Regions from separate parts of the Mus musculus genome. Here region 1 is linked to region 2. A link is a contact called in public Hi-C data. All regions are on one chromosome and are shown on one strand. Each heading gives the region's core, a stretch centred on a gene start, on an enhancer-like site or on the middle of the called end of the contact. The rest is flanking DNA. Distances are from core to core; before and after follow the strand shown.

The links. Hi-C and Micro-C count contacts between places; a contact is called where the count stands out from the background.
Region 1: a Hi-C map of uterus shows a contact between it and region 2, with 2.2 times the contacts expected there. The contact joins two enhancer-like sites. A contact is called at or near these places in 1 of 484 Hi-C or Micro-C datasets (uterus) and 1 of 115 datasets of contacts at active chromatin or transcription factors (embryonic stem cells).

The regions. Positions count from the first base shown.
Region 1 is chr1:168,380,396-168,386,586 of GRCm38.p6, forward strand. All of the region lies in intron 2 of Pbx1 (pre B cell leukemia homeobox 1), which reads right to left. It overlaps Gm51671 (a long non-coding RNA gene), which reads left to right. Exons shown (of 2, transcript XR_003948152.1): 2 at 1-6,191. Among named protein-coding and RNA genes, the nearest start is that of Gm51671, 37 kb to the left of the region's middle. Within about 2 kb of position 2,011, at least 103 of the 459 cell types and tissues checked have an H3K27ac peak or open chromatin away from gene starts, as enhancers often do. A contact at or near this core is called in uterus, where this site is marked.
Region 2 is chr1:168,063,814-168,070,807 of GRCm38.p6, forward strand. No RefSeq gene overlaps it. Among named protein-coding and RNA genes, the nearest start is that of Gm51671, 280 kb to the right of the region's middle. Within about 2 kb of position 3,233, at least 16 of the 459 cell types and tissues checked have an H3K27ac peak or open chromatin away from gene starts, as enhancers often do. A contact at or near this core is called in uterus, where this site is marked.

The DNA of each region.
Region 1 (6,191 bases), core at 761-3,260, 320 kb after region 2:
CGGGATCGCAGACCCATCATCGGCCAGTTGGCAGACATCAAGATGCAGGCAGGAAGTCAGCCAATGCTACAAGTCACATGTCAACAGAAGTGAGGGAATGGGGTGGGGGCGGGGGTGAGCACAGGGGGAAGGAGTGAGAAAGAGAGATTGGGGGATGGACAGGACAACAGGACCACGTAGCAAGCAAAGGGAGGTATCTGTGGGCTGACCTGCTGCGGCCCGTGAACCCTGAGCACAGAAGGAATCACAGCCAGTTAGGGAAGAGCTGCCATCAGTGTCCTCATTTTAGACTCCTTGAGCCTCTGCCATAAAAGGAGGTGTGTCCTTGGTTAGGACATGTAATGCACTGTAAAATGAGAACGGTTGAACCACTGGTCCATAAAACAACAAAAGCAGCCCCACAGGGCTTTTACAAATTTACACACGCACACACACACACACACACACACACACACACACACACACACACAGACACACACAGAGAAGGGACGGGACCACACTTCTCAACAGGGAACACCTCAAGTCTAGGAATCAAATGCCCAGGTACTGCTAGGCATGGGCTGGACTGTGCTTGGCTTCAGATCGGTCATCCCACCAGACTGCCATCTCTTGAGTATATGGGAGTCTTCTAGTCAGATCCTACTTTATCAGCAAGACACCAAGGCCTGACAGATCCCCTAAAAATCACCTCTCTGGTTCCAAGTGCTTTAAGGGGTCTATCTTGTGGCAGGCTTAAATGGAGTGTGCTTTAGGGAAATCCTGCCTTTCACTCAAAATTGGTCAAGTCCTAAAGTGGGGTTTGAGTTCCGCATTTTCTTCCCTGCTTTCCCTAGAGATGGAGACGGGGAAGATATTTGCATTGTATCCACTAATTATGCATACTAGTTTATTTATTTAAACAAACAAACAAACAACAAGACCCATGCATAGCATGAGCTAGGTAACTAGCACTGTGCTGACAGCTGTGTCTCGTCCCTGCCCCCCCCGCCCCCGCCCCAGGGGAGAGTCAGAGCTCGCCTACACAGCGATCATAAAAACAGAGTGTGCACACCTTAGGACACAGACACACAGACCCTGCTCTGGGGATCCCAGGATGATCCTGGAGGGAGTTAAGCATAGCTTTACTGCAATCCTGACATTTGAGCAGGTGGCTGTGGAAGCTCACTAGGCTGCACCGAGCCACGGGAATGCACATGAAGCAAAGGACACTGTGCAAAGGCTAAGAGTCCACCAAGGGTGTGACCTGCTCCCAGAAGAAGGACAAGTTCAAAAGTGGTTGGGTTTTGGATTCAGTCCAGCCTGGTGTTTGAAATACATGTCTAAGAGATGGCCCTGATGGCGTGCCTACACATATGGTTATAAAACATTACACTTTGAAATGTGGAGCATAAGGCTTGAATGAGGGCCCCACCTACATCTTCTAGATGCTGAGAAACTAGCGCACAGGGTTCCTGTTGTTTGTTTTGCTTTGTTTTACCAATTTGCATTTCTTTAAGGTAGAAAGAAAAAAAATGCTTGAAATATTATCTATATATCTACATACACATGTATGCCAGGATATCTACATCGAAAGGTTTCTTTAAGGAAAGTCTCATGTGGTATTTCCTACATGCCAGGCACTGCTATAAACACACTGTGTTTATTAGATACATTTGATCTGCCCAGTAATCCAGTAAGGTAAAGTCTTTCTTGTTCCTCATACCTAACCCATCAGGCAGAGAAGTATCAAATAACTTGCCAGAGTTAATCAGCCAGTTAACATCGGGGTCAGGACTAGAAAATGAAGACTCTGTGGCCAGTGTTCCTCGCCACCACTCTCACCCACCTCCTCAGGAGACCCTGGTACCAAGGTCACTCCTGGAAGGGAGACCCTGACAGAGACGGAAGCGCCATGACCTTTCACCTTTCGCCTTTTCCACCCTCGGAGCAGGTGGTGGGAGTGGGTGGGCGGGCAGGGGGGTGCTCCTGGGGAATGCCATGCAGACATTCCTTATAGAACACTCTGTGCCTTTTGATTCCAAAGAAACAAATGGTAAGCTCAGAGACATGGAGCTGTGCTGAGTGCTTTTATAGTCACAGGTACTGAGCACAGAAAGGTAGAGGGGAGGCAGAAGGAGGAGACCACAGGCCAGGTCAGAAATGTGGTCCCTCAGACCCACCACAGGGTAACCTCCCCAGGGACCCCTTTCATTCCCAGTTCAGTTCAACTCCTAAAGCCACTGAGGCTGGAAATTAGGATCTCAGCAAGACAGCACAGTCCAGGGCAGCTCCCAAGGCTGCATTTGCAAACAGTAGGTGGCTGGGAGCCTTAAGAGCCAAGAAGGAAAACACCTCACCCTTCACCCACACTAGAGAGATCAAGACCCCACCTACTCCCACCCCCACTCCTCGTTCCCACCGGCTTGAACTAGGAGCCCACATATTAATTATACCATGCCATGGTTCATTTCAGCAAAAACCAACTATCATCCTCCTGACCTGGGGGGTTAAAAATTCCCTCATTGAGACGCTGAAAAAAGTAACATGACATCATGTTGCCTGTGTCAGGTTTATAAATGGGCCAGGGGGAGGCAGGGGTGTAACCTGACACTATCAAAACACCGGCCCTGCTGCAAGAAAGAAGGCCATTGTTGGAGGCTGTCAGCTCTCTTCTAGCTGGAGGTAAAGTGAGATTCAAGAAACATTAGCAGGAGGCCAGGCGCTGTGCAGGCCCCTGACTCCCTGGTCGGCTAAGGAATCAGGCAGGCCCAGGTCCCCACTTCCTGTGGGGTATGTCACCCCAGGTTTTATTCTCCTAAGTAATTTTTATTCTGTGCCTCAAAGTAAAGGAATGTTTAACCCAAAAACAAGAAAGTCCAGGGGCATTTTTTTTTTTAATTTCTGGAGCAAGACTATTTTCCTAAGCAGACAACCAGAGAGGGAACGAAGAGGGTTATAAGCACACAGGGTTGAGATTTCTATATGAAAGACAGAAATGGAAGCCTGTTGCAAAGCTAGACAGACAGACCACCTCAGAAAGGGTCAAGTGGACCTCTTACCCACAACAATATTCCAAAGAAACAAAATTTTGAAAACTTAAAGACACGAAGTTTCCAAGTGACGGGCTGGGGCTATGATCAGGACCCAAGTGATAAAATGTGGTGTGTATTACAGAGTCAGGAGGGACAGACATGGACTGGCCAAAGGACAAAGAGTTGTTACAAATAATAATTTAAAAAAAAAATTGAACACACAAAAGGAGACGGGAAAGGATTTATGATGAGCGAAAGTTCAGAAAACAAAAAGCTAGACAATAGAAGCTAGCCTGACTGGAGATACAATTCATTGTCCTGGATACACATTTAATCTGAAGTTTCTCTTTTCTTTCTTCCCCATCTCTCAGCTCAAGCTTGAAGGAAAGAAGAGCATACAAACAGACCCTCCAGGGCCAAATGTGTACAGATACTTGTGGCCTGGGAGCCAGGCGGGTATGGTCCGCCAGCTAGTCTTGCTCAGGGGAGAGACCATTTTTGTGATCCTCAGGGCAGGCCTTGACTAAGGTCACAGGGGCTCAGCATGTCAGCTGGTTGTGGGTAGCTCTCCTGGTATTCAGCTTGCTTGTTTCCACCCAAGTATAACCCTAGCATCAGTCTGTCTACAAGGACCTTAACCTCTCAAAACAGCTCTCTCCACCCACCCCTCATGCCTCCTGGGCTTAATTCACCAAGCAATTAACAGAGCAGCCACACAGACCACTGGGTTCCTAGTTAACTGCAGCTTTTATGTTAACCCTACCACATCTTCTTTGGAACAAAACAGGGACCCCCTCAACTAAAGGATAGTGGCGCCCCATGGCCCAAGAGTACCAGTCTTCAAAAGGCTTTCCCACAGAGCCCTGGAACCAGCCCCTCCATGCTTCAAAGAAGACAAGGGAGCCCCCCCTCCCCCCAGACCACCCTCCAAGCTCAGAGCTTGCTTGTCCCTCACAATCCAGTCCCCTGAGTCTTTTTCTCTGTGGCTGGGAGCTTTCTTGGCGCCAGAGTGTGCTCATTAGAGAGGAGCAGGAAGGCAAGCAGAAGAGGAGGCAGCCACAGCCTTAATACCAAATCTCACAGACAAAGGGAGCTGTCCAGGGGAGCAAGGCTGGACCCTTGAACTTGGATCCAGGAATTTGTGCCAAGCCTCTGGTTCAAAGAGTTTCAGGAGTGGAAAGTGTCCGGTGGCTCTACCACCAGATTAGAAAGAAGCCTTTGCCCTGACCAACCATGAGCTGTCTTTCTCTGCTCTAAATGCTCAAAGGCCGGCTGATGTCTTTCCTTCCTTCTCCTTCACAGGATCTTCCAGCTGCTCACGATGTTTCCCTGAACAAACTGAGTGTCCAATGTGTGTCAGACACTGCGTTAGCTGTTAGGGTGTACCAAAACCAAATAGGGAGAGTCTCTGTGGCTTCCTTTTCCTGCCTGGCCCCAAACGCTCGCCAAGCCCAGTGAAGAGGCCATGGAGGGTCTCACGAAATCCACAAGATTCTCACTGATGTAACCAAAGAGCAGTCCCCAGACATTTGGACCTCAGGGAATCCAGGGCGCTGGAGGTGCGCGTGCGCAAGTGTGTGTGTGTGCGAGTGCGTGCGTGCATAGGTGCATGTATGTAAGCACTGAGAGAAATAATGTGTGGTAGAGGATGGCAAGACTCCAATGAGAGGGGAGAGGAGGCTGGCAGGACTTGTAAATAGTACTTTCAGAATTTGCATACCTAGAGTGGCTATTGGACAAACTGTCTGCAACCTATTCCCTAGGTGTTTGTGCCTATGGCTAATAGGAAGACAGACACTGATGCAATAGATAAACAAACAAACAAACAAACAAACAAACAAACAAAGAAGAGTAAGAAATATCTCCTAACTTTCTGGAGCATGGTAAATGGCAGGGAGTAGCCTTCACACTCTGAAAGATTGAATTTTTTTTTCTCCTCTCTCAGAGGGTCAAGAAGCAAAAGCCAACGGTAAGAGATGCCTGGTGACCAGTCTGACACCTTGGGCCCTAAATTTATTTTCTCATTAATAAATGCGGTGGGGGCAGGGTGTTGTTGGAAGCAATGTCTGTCTGCTTTATATCAACTCTTTTCTCCTCTTTTTTGGGGGGTGGGGGTGGGGATTTTTTCCCCCTGCTCTAGACAGTGGCTGTCCGCGAGGAGACCAAGAGCAGATGTTTCATATTTCAGGAAAGAGCACTCTCCCCTAATTCCTGAAAGATTCCTGAAATTCCTATACTTAACAAAAATTAGCTACAGAGAAAAAAAAATAATTGTGAATTAGGAGCCTACAGTGCCTCTGGGAGCCGATGGCTTCTGTCATCCCCCCCCCCAAGCTTTCGCCGCCGAGGCAGATCTCTCTGCCTGCCGCCCAGTGGGCTCCATGGAAAAAAAACCCAGTGTAGGCAGGCAGCTCTTGCAGCTACCGGGGAGTTTCACCATATTTCATAACGGAGATGCCAACCCTGAGCCATAGTTTCCAAGAGCTGGAAGCAGGGAGTTCTAAGCTGGGTTCCATCTTTTGCTCTCCTGGCCAGTTTAAGCAATAGACATCTCCAGGACCTCACCCACGTGACACAAGACTATTTAACCATCTCTCTTGTACCCAAGCAGAGATGCAAGTGCCCACTAGTGAGCTAGCTACCTCCAGAACTATAAAAGCCATTCGATTGAAATCATTCACAGCTGCCCGTTGTACTAACAAGCCTTTGTGGTAACCATTAGACTGCCTCGCATGTGAAGGTCAACATTAGCGGGGCACCACACTGAGCTAGCCTGAGCTATATTCTCAAAGCCCTCTCAACCTATGTGAGGTCCTTTTCCATTCTGTATAAAAGATATCAAAGCCTTTAATCATTCAGTATTTATTCAATGAACATTTACTGAACGACTGGCACAGTCCTTGGCACCCGCCGTGTGCTCAGTAAATATCTAGTGAATAATGAATGAACGGTACCCATCACAGAGAAGAAAAAGTGCATGGCAAGCTGCCACCGCCCCAGATCCTGAATCCACATCAGAATCCACTAATGGATTCAAATATGCTTCTCTGAAGACTCTGGACTCAGAATACGTAGATTTGATGCATAGCATGAAATCTAACCTGCCCTTCCTGACACAAAGATCAAGTACATTTTGCCCCTGTTTTCAGGGAGCTTATAGATTACTGGGAGAAAGGCTGT
Region 2 (6,994 bases), core at 1,983-4,482:
ATTACTAAAGACAGATGAAGCACACTGTACAGTTTGTTATTCTATTTTGTGAATATGCTTGAATTTTTCATACTAATTTGTTTTTTATAGGTTTTGGCCATTGGAGGGTTTTTTGTTGTTGCTGTTTGTTTGTTTGTTTTGAATAGCTTAGTGAACAACACTTTAAATTTTGGATGACATAGAGAACATTGAAGGTTATATTAAAATTCTTCAATGAAATGCACCAGTTCCCAGGGCAGAAATGGCATCTGGATGCAGCAGCGAGACCCACTTGTTTAGACCCCAGGATAGAAATTACAGTGTTTGTTTAAACCCAAACTGAACAAACCCGACACTGTGAGAAAGCACAGACTTCCTTACCCACATTGTTGGCAGAAGCCCCTGCCTCAGCGGGTGCGCACATCTAGATTCTTGGATGTTCATCAGGACCAGATTGAGTCTTTAGGGCTTCACCCATCACCAAGCAGAAGGATATTCATGCTTTCCTCATCACATATGGCACTGGAGATTAAGGCTTCCTGGTGAACATCTTAGCCTTTGGCAGTTGTGGAGAGCACACATCATTTGCTTAAGGCCAGTGGGTGGGTCCAGCTTAAATCCCCCAGTAAGCTTCCCTTTCCTATACAAGAAATGCCAGGCTTCCAAGCTATGTGGTTCTTGGCATGAAAGAGCTCCAGAAACCTTCCCCTCTCCGCAGCATGCCCCTGCAGTCAGTTACCCAGCCTCTTACTACGAGTGCAAACCTTCAAGGGGACTGAAGAGATGGCTCAGTGTGGTAAAGTACTTGCAGAGCAAGCAGGAGGCCTGGAACTCAGACCCCCAGACTCCACACGAACAACAGGCAGGTTTGGTGTCCTGCTTGTTTTCCTGTACTTCATAGGCAGAGATGCAGAGAAAGGCAAGCCAGGAGCAAGCTGAGTTGCTAAACTACCTGAAGTGTGATCCCTGAGTTCAGTGAGAGACTCTGCCTCCATTTATAGAGCAACTGAAAAAAAACACCCAACATCAAACTTCAGCCTTCTCACAAGCATGCACACTGCATACCTGCACACTCATTCAATTATGTATACGAGGGCATGCATATACACAGTTACATACCACACATTTGTGCGCCTGCACACACACACACAAACACACACACATCTCTGCTGAGACATCAATAGTAATACAAAAACATGGGCAGCTGCACTTAGGAGTTGTACTCAGAATCTCACAGGAGAATAAAGGCAAAGGCAACTTAAATTATGTTTTTAATATCTCCTGATGTTGTCCTACTATTTAGAAAAGATCCTAAATTTACATATTAATCACTTGAGGAAAAGGCAAATCTACCACCATTATCCCATTTCCCTATCAATCACAGAAATGCAACTCCATCTCCCATCGTTCCAGCACACTAGAACCCCCACTGCCTCTATCTTTCACTCTTCATCCCTACCTCCTTCCTGAAGTTGGACTGCTAAGCCCCTACTCTTACAAGAAGCCCAGATCCTGTTGGAGTAAACTTGATACAAAAAGAAAATAATTTAGCCCAGATTAGACTTGAACTCTCACTCTGCCTCTCCCTAGTTCTTGGATAGCCTTTAAATTTTTCCATTTCCTGTGTACTGTGTGTCAGGATACCCACAACTCAGAATAAGAGAAGGGAATGAGTGAGATCACATGTAAAAAGACTGGTACAATAGCTGATGTACTAATATTGCTCTGTAGCTTTTCACTTCCAAATCCAAATCTTATAGCCTGTTTTTTGGTTTTTGTTTTTGTTTTTTCCTTTTTCTTTAACAATGAAGATGAGCCCTTTAAACACTTCTCTACGGCCAGCAAACACAATGTTTTGTCAGTAGAGGATGCTAGAAGAACACAGTTAGAGGGTGGGATTTTTCCCCTTGGTTCCTTTGTGCTCTCTGGCAGTCTCTTTACCATACACAGCTCCCGGAAAGTGCTCAGCTCCTGCTGTGCAAATGTCTTTCCTAGGGCAAGGTTACTGCGGGGTGTACAATCACCCTAGCACCCAGTTTCCAAAGAGTGCATGACCTCCACAGTGCTGCAAGCCTACAGCATAAACAGCTTCTCCAATGCCCACCTCCCGCAGCAGGGAGAAGTTATCCTGAGCCTAACTCCTGCAGTGAACAGATTCTCCAATGTCCTACTTCTGCAGTAGACTCGATGCCTAGCAGACTACGTTAGCACCACCTCAAGTGTCTGCAATGGAGGACACTTCCCAGACATCTACCCATCATAAAGGACTCTGGCTGATCCTTTGTCAACTTGGCCTGATCCTTGACAGCTTCCCTCACTAACCTGCAGGCTGAGTTTCTAGCAAAGCCCCCCTTCTTGTCATCTCAGTGAATTCATTATTCAGGGAACCAAGGAGATCTCTTTGGCTTGGGGTTGAGGGGGGAGCTTTTCATGAGTACGTTATCAGTCTGAGTGGTAGTGCCTGCCACCTTTATCTGTAGCCTTATATCCCATCGAGCTCTCTTTACTTCTTAATAGGCAGTCCCTTGTTTCTTCAAGCCAATGATGTAATTTAAAAATTACGTTGTTTGTGTTTTATTTTGTTCTGTCTTGTGACATGGAGTCTTATGTAGTCTTCACACTGGTGGATCTGACATGTACTATTTAGACCTGACTGAGGCTCAATCTCACGGGCAAACTTCCCACTCTTCCCACTTCCTAAGTGCTGAATTATCAATTCCCCCTTTGAGAACATTTCCTTGTGGAATTATCGTGTGGTCTCTGTCTTCCACTTAGACTTCAAATAATATCGACACGCTGTCCCTGTCAGGTGAGTTCAAGACAGAGAGCTCAATCCAGAAAACCTCTTGTAATTCTGTCATCTAGTTCTAAGACTTAAACATCTCCATTTTAGAACATGTTAGGACAAAAAGTACTATGTATGCTTTATTAATACCGAGAGACATAACAATCATGAAGCCCTTGGCATGTGTTATAGATTCATATAAAAGCACGGCCAGACTCAGAGCCAGCAAGAGTCTTCAACTTCCATCTAATGGCATTTATTCCCCAATAGCGTCCCTGCTGACTTGCCTTCTAAAGCATTCTTTTCGGTTTCATTGAGTTTGTTCTTTTCTGGAATGTCCTTCAGTTTAGTTCCATGAGAAGCGACTGGATGAGATCAGAGATGAGATTGCTTATCTCTGGGAAACAAAATGTTCTTAGACCTCAGGAGAAGTCGGAGGCAGCAAGTCATCTGCGTTAGCTGCGGTTGCTAAAGAAACAGAACAACAGGAACCTTAAAGCCTGGACAACCAAGGCTGAAGTGCTAACTCTTCTAAGCTGGTAGTCATTTTAATTTCCTGTCAATGGGATGCTGTTGAGAAATGTGTCTTAAAATTAAGGACAGTCCCTTTCCCAATGAGTCACTGGTAATTGGTGCCTTTGAAAAGACTGAGCAGGACTTATGACTCCGGGTTTCTCTCTTAATTTGCATTTTTAATTAGATGAGATCTCAAAGGGTTTCTGAGCCTTTTTTCCTTTTGCCTCTTGCATTGCCTTTTTTGGGTTGTTGCTCCGCAATTAGAATTTGTAACAAATGAGTTGCCTGCATATAAATGTCAGCTCTGAGGTAAAATATTATTGTTGCTGAAGAACAGAGCGGGGGCTCTGACCATAGCTTTTGAAATGAAAGCACATTCTCTGAAGAGAGATTATCAGCGGGGCCAGAAGAATGAAGACTAAGGTTTAACAACAGTTGAAGCCTTTTGTAGGATGTTTCTCTATGGATGTTGGAATGATTCCCAATGCTAGCATACAACCCCACTTCAGAGAACTCCAAGTCCCTCTCCAGATCTGCACAGAGTGAGGAAGGGGACAAATTAGGGAACCCACAAGGAGGAGCTGGATCTGTCAATTTCACCATGACTTCTGGGCAAAGGGAGTGCTTTTGGTTGAGTCCAGCTTCCTTCCTTCCTTCCTTCCTTCCTTCCTTCCTTCCTTCCTTCCTTCCTTCCTTCCTTCCTTCCTCCCTCCCTCCCTCCCTCCCTCCCTCCCTCCCTCCCTCCCTTCCTTCCTTTCCCTTCATTTGTTCATTCTTTCTTTCTCTCTCTGTTTCTCTCTCTATGTCTCTCTCTTTTAACTCTCTCTCTCTCTCTCTCTCTCTCTCTCTCTCTCTCTCTCTCTGTGTGTGTGTGTGTGTGTGTGTTTTACAGGAGCTTGTGAGCTGCCTGGCATGGGTGATGGGAAAGAAACATGGGTCCTCTGCAAGAGAAATATATGTTCATAGGTTCTGAACCATTTCTTCAGTCCTTGAATCGTGTCCAAATGTTGGAAAACAGCAACAGGGTGGTATCTAACTAACCACAAATGGGTAAGCTGAAACAATCATTGTAGGGTTAGTTTTCCAACCCTCAACCCTGCTTATTTCCTCATGGTTTCAGAGCCCACCCTCTGCACTCTAAGCCTGGTGTGCATAACAGACATGGCTCATTGCTTCTGTGGTCACAGTATGCATGGACACAACTGCCCCAGCAAGAGCATGCTAAATGTGCAGTGGACACAAGCAAAGCAGGACAAGCATCTGCCATTCTAGGCACAGATCAGCTAAGCTATTTTCAAAGACGCCTAAAGAAGACAACTCTGTAAACTCCCATGACAACCCACTGAGCACACTGCCAGGAACCATTTCCTCGTTCTATGGTTAAGCCATGTTCCCTTGTTCTGTGCTCCGCTGAGAGAGAATGCAGCTGCTCCTCGTCCTGCTTAGGTGAGCCTTTTACAGACTTCAAGACGCTGTCTGCCTTCTGTCTCCTTGTGACAAAAAAGAAACAGAGCTGCCAACAAAGATAACAATAATAATTTTTACTTGGAGATGGAATTATTATCACTATGGTTACTCATAGGATCTTTTTTTTTTTTCCCAATGGGGAAGGGACATTTATTCAGTACTGTACTTCGAAGAAGAACAAAGTGCTACTAATTCCACCTTGCTTCAGATGCCTTGTTTACACAGAAACGTCAAACCAGGACTGGCCAAAATATGTCTCATTGCCATTTGGACTACGGTGGAGAATGTGATAAAAACCAGTCCTCCTCTCAATTTCTGGGCTTCAAATGTTGAATGTTTGAGCTAAACAGAATCACCATATTATTAAATCAGGGACTTTCAAGACAAATACAAGAGTGTGACTTAGAGGCTATAGTCATCACTAGGAGAAAAGGAATCTAAACTTGTGTGTGTGTGTGTGTGTGTGTTTCTAAGAAAATCCTTAGAGAGGTCACAGAACATTCAGGACTAGCTTATGTATGATTAGTTGTCTGTGTCTTGTGATTTAAAGAATGCCAGCCATGGCTGGCTTTCCAAAAACACAGCCTCTAATGGCTGGCCAAGGGCACGCCAGTCTCCCATCTTTCATTGCAATAGTGTAAGACAGAGAAATTCAAAATTAAAATAAAATGGTCTTCAGGGATAAATAAGGCATTTAGTCATTACCAGTTCTTAATTCTTGGACCTGAATTAGTTTGTTAATTAAAGCCAAAGGCAGGACATTGAAGAAGTAGACTTAGGGCCAAGGAGGCTGTCTACACAGAGCAGCTGGGGCAGAAGGAGGGCTGGAAGGGGGCTGATGGGACCTTGGCCTGCTGAATAGAAGTTTATGTCACAGGGTGGTAGACAGGGAGTGACATGGAAAAAAGCTGACCAATTTCTCAATTTTGCCTTAACCTTCTACTTCATAGTCTTATACTACACATTATCCAGCACTGGTGTTTCAGTAAATAAAGTTAAGTTCACTAAATGAATTTCAGTCCCAAATAATTGTTGTAGTTATATCCCCATTCACACATTCATTTGTGTCCTTTAAATGTGGATTTGGGATGATTCAAACAACAAGGGTGTGACACACCGCACACTATTCAAGACTTAAGAACACAGCATTAACAATAACTTGATAAAATTGCCATCCATCAGGAGAGCCCTAGAATTGGTGTTACAGTTCCCAGAGAGAACACAGAAATCAGAGAGGTAAAGAACCCTTTTACTTTGTCCCCATTACGTCTCTCCAAAGCCTGTGCAGCCCAGCACCCGGAGGAACTCCTGTTTTCCACACCATTTGGCTTCTCTGTGGACACCAGTACAGGGCTCGGTTGAGCTGTCTATCTGTAGACACATCGGCAAGCCTACTAACTTGCTGTCTCCAGCACCAATCAACACATGCAGGGTCTCTTGCTTCGGAGACCTGCCAGCTGACTGACAAAACATTCAAAACAATCATGGTAAGGAGACCAGGCTCTCTTCAAGTAAACAGAGATAAAGACCAAATATGTTAGGAAAACAAGAAGTGAGTGAAGCTGGGATGGTTAACAGAGACAAAAGCAGAACAAAGGAGACAAACTCTGAGGCAGAAAAACAAAGTGATTGAGCTGGAAAATTCAACAGAGAAAGTTTAACATCAGAAGAAGAAAGAAACATTGTGAAACTGACATAAATGAATATTCATTAAAAAACAGAACAGAATATTTATATGTGTGTGTGTATATATATATATAACACAAAATAAACATTTAAAATCTATTCAAGGAGCCAAATAGATAGTTTTCCAAAGAATAAACACAATGTAAGAATAAACAGACGCTTGTTAGGAGCACAACCTCACCAATCATAAAGAAGAATGTAGATCAATGCCATAAGGAAGTATCATGGGGTGCCTCTCAGTGTGTCTACTCCATAGAAGAACTGAGAGATGCTGGTGCAGATGCGGGAAAAGAGAACTATTGTATGCTGCTGCTGCTGCTGCTGCTGGGAATGTGAAGTGGCCATTGATGAAAACACTGTGGGATGCAGTACCTTTGTACCAGGTATGCATCTGAGGGCACAGAGGGCAAGACCTGGAAACATTTCTGAGCTCCGCCCCAGTCACTGCAGCAATATGTCACTGTGTCAATAGTTATAACCACCAAGCTCAGTCCACGGGGACGTGAGTGGAGAAAACTGTGATTCAATAGAAAAGGAAGGAGATGGTACCAGTCTCAACAG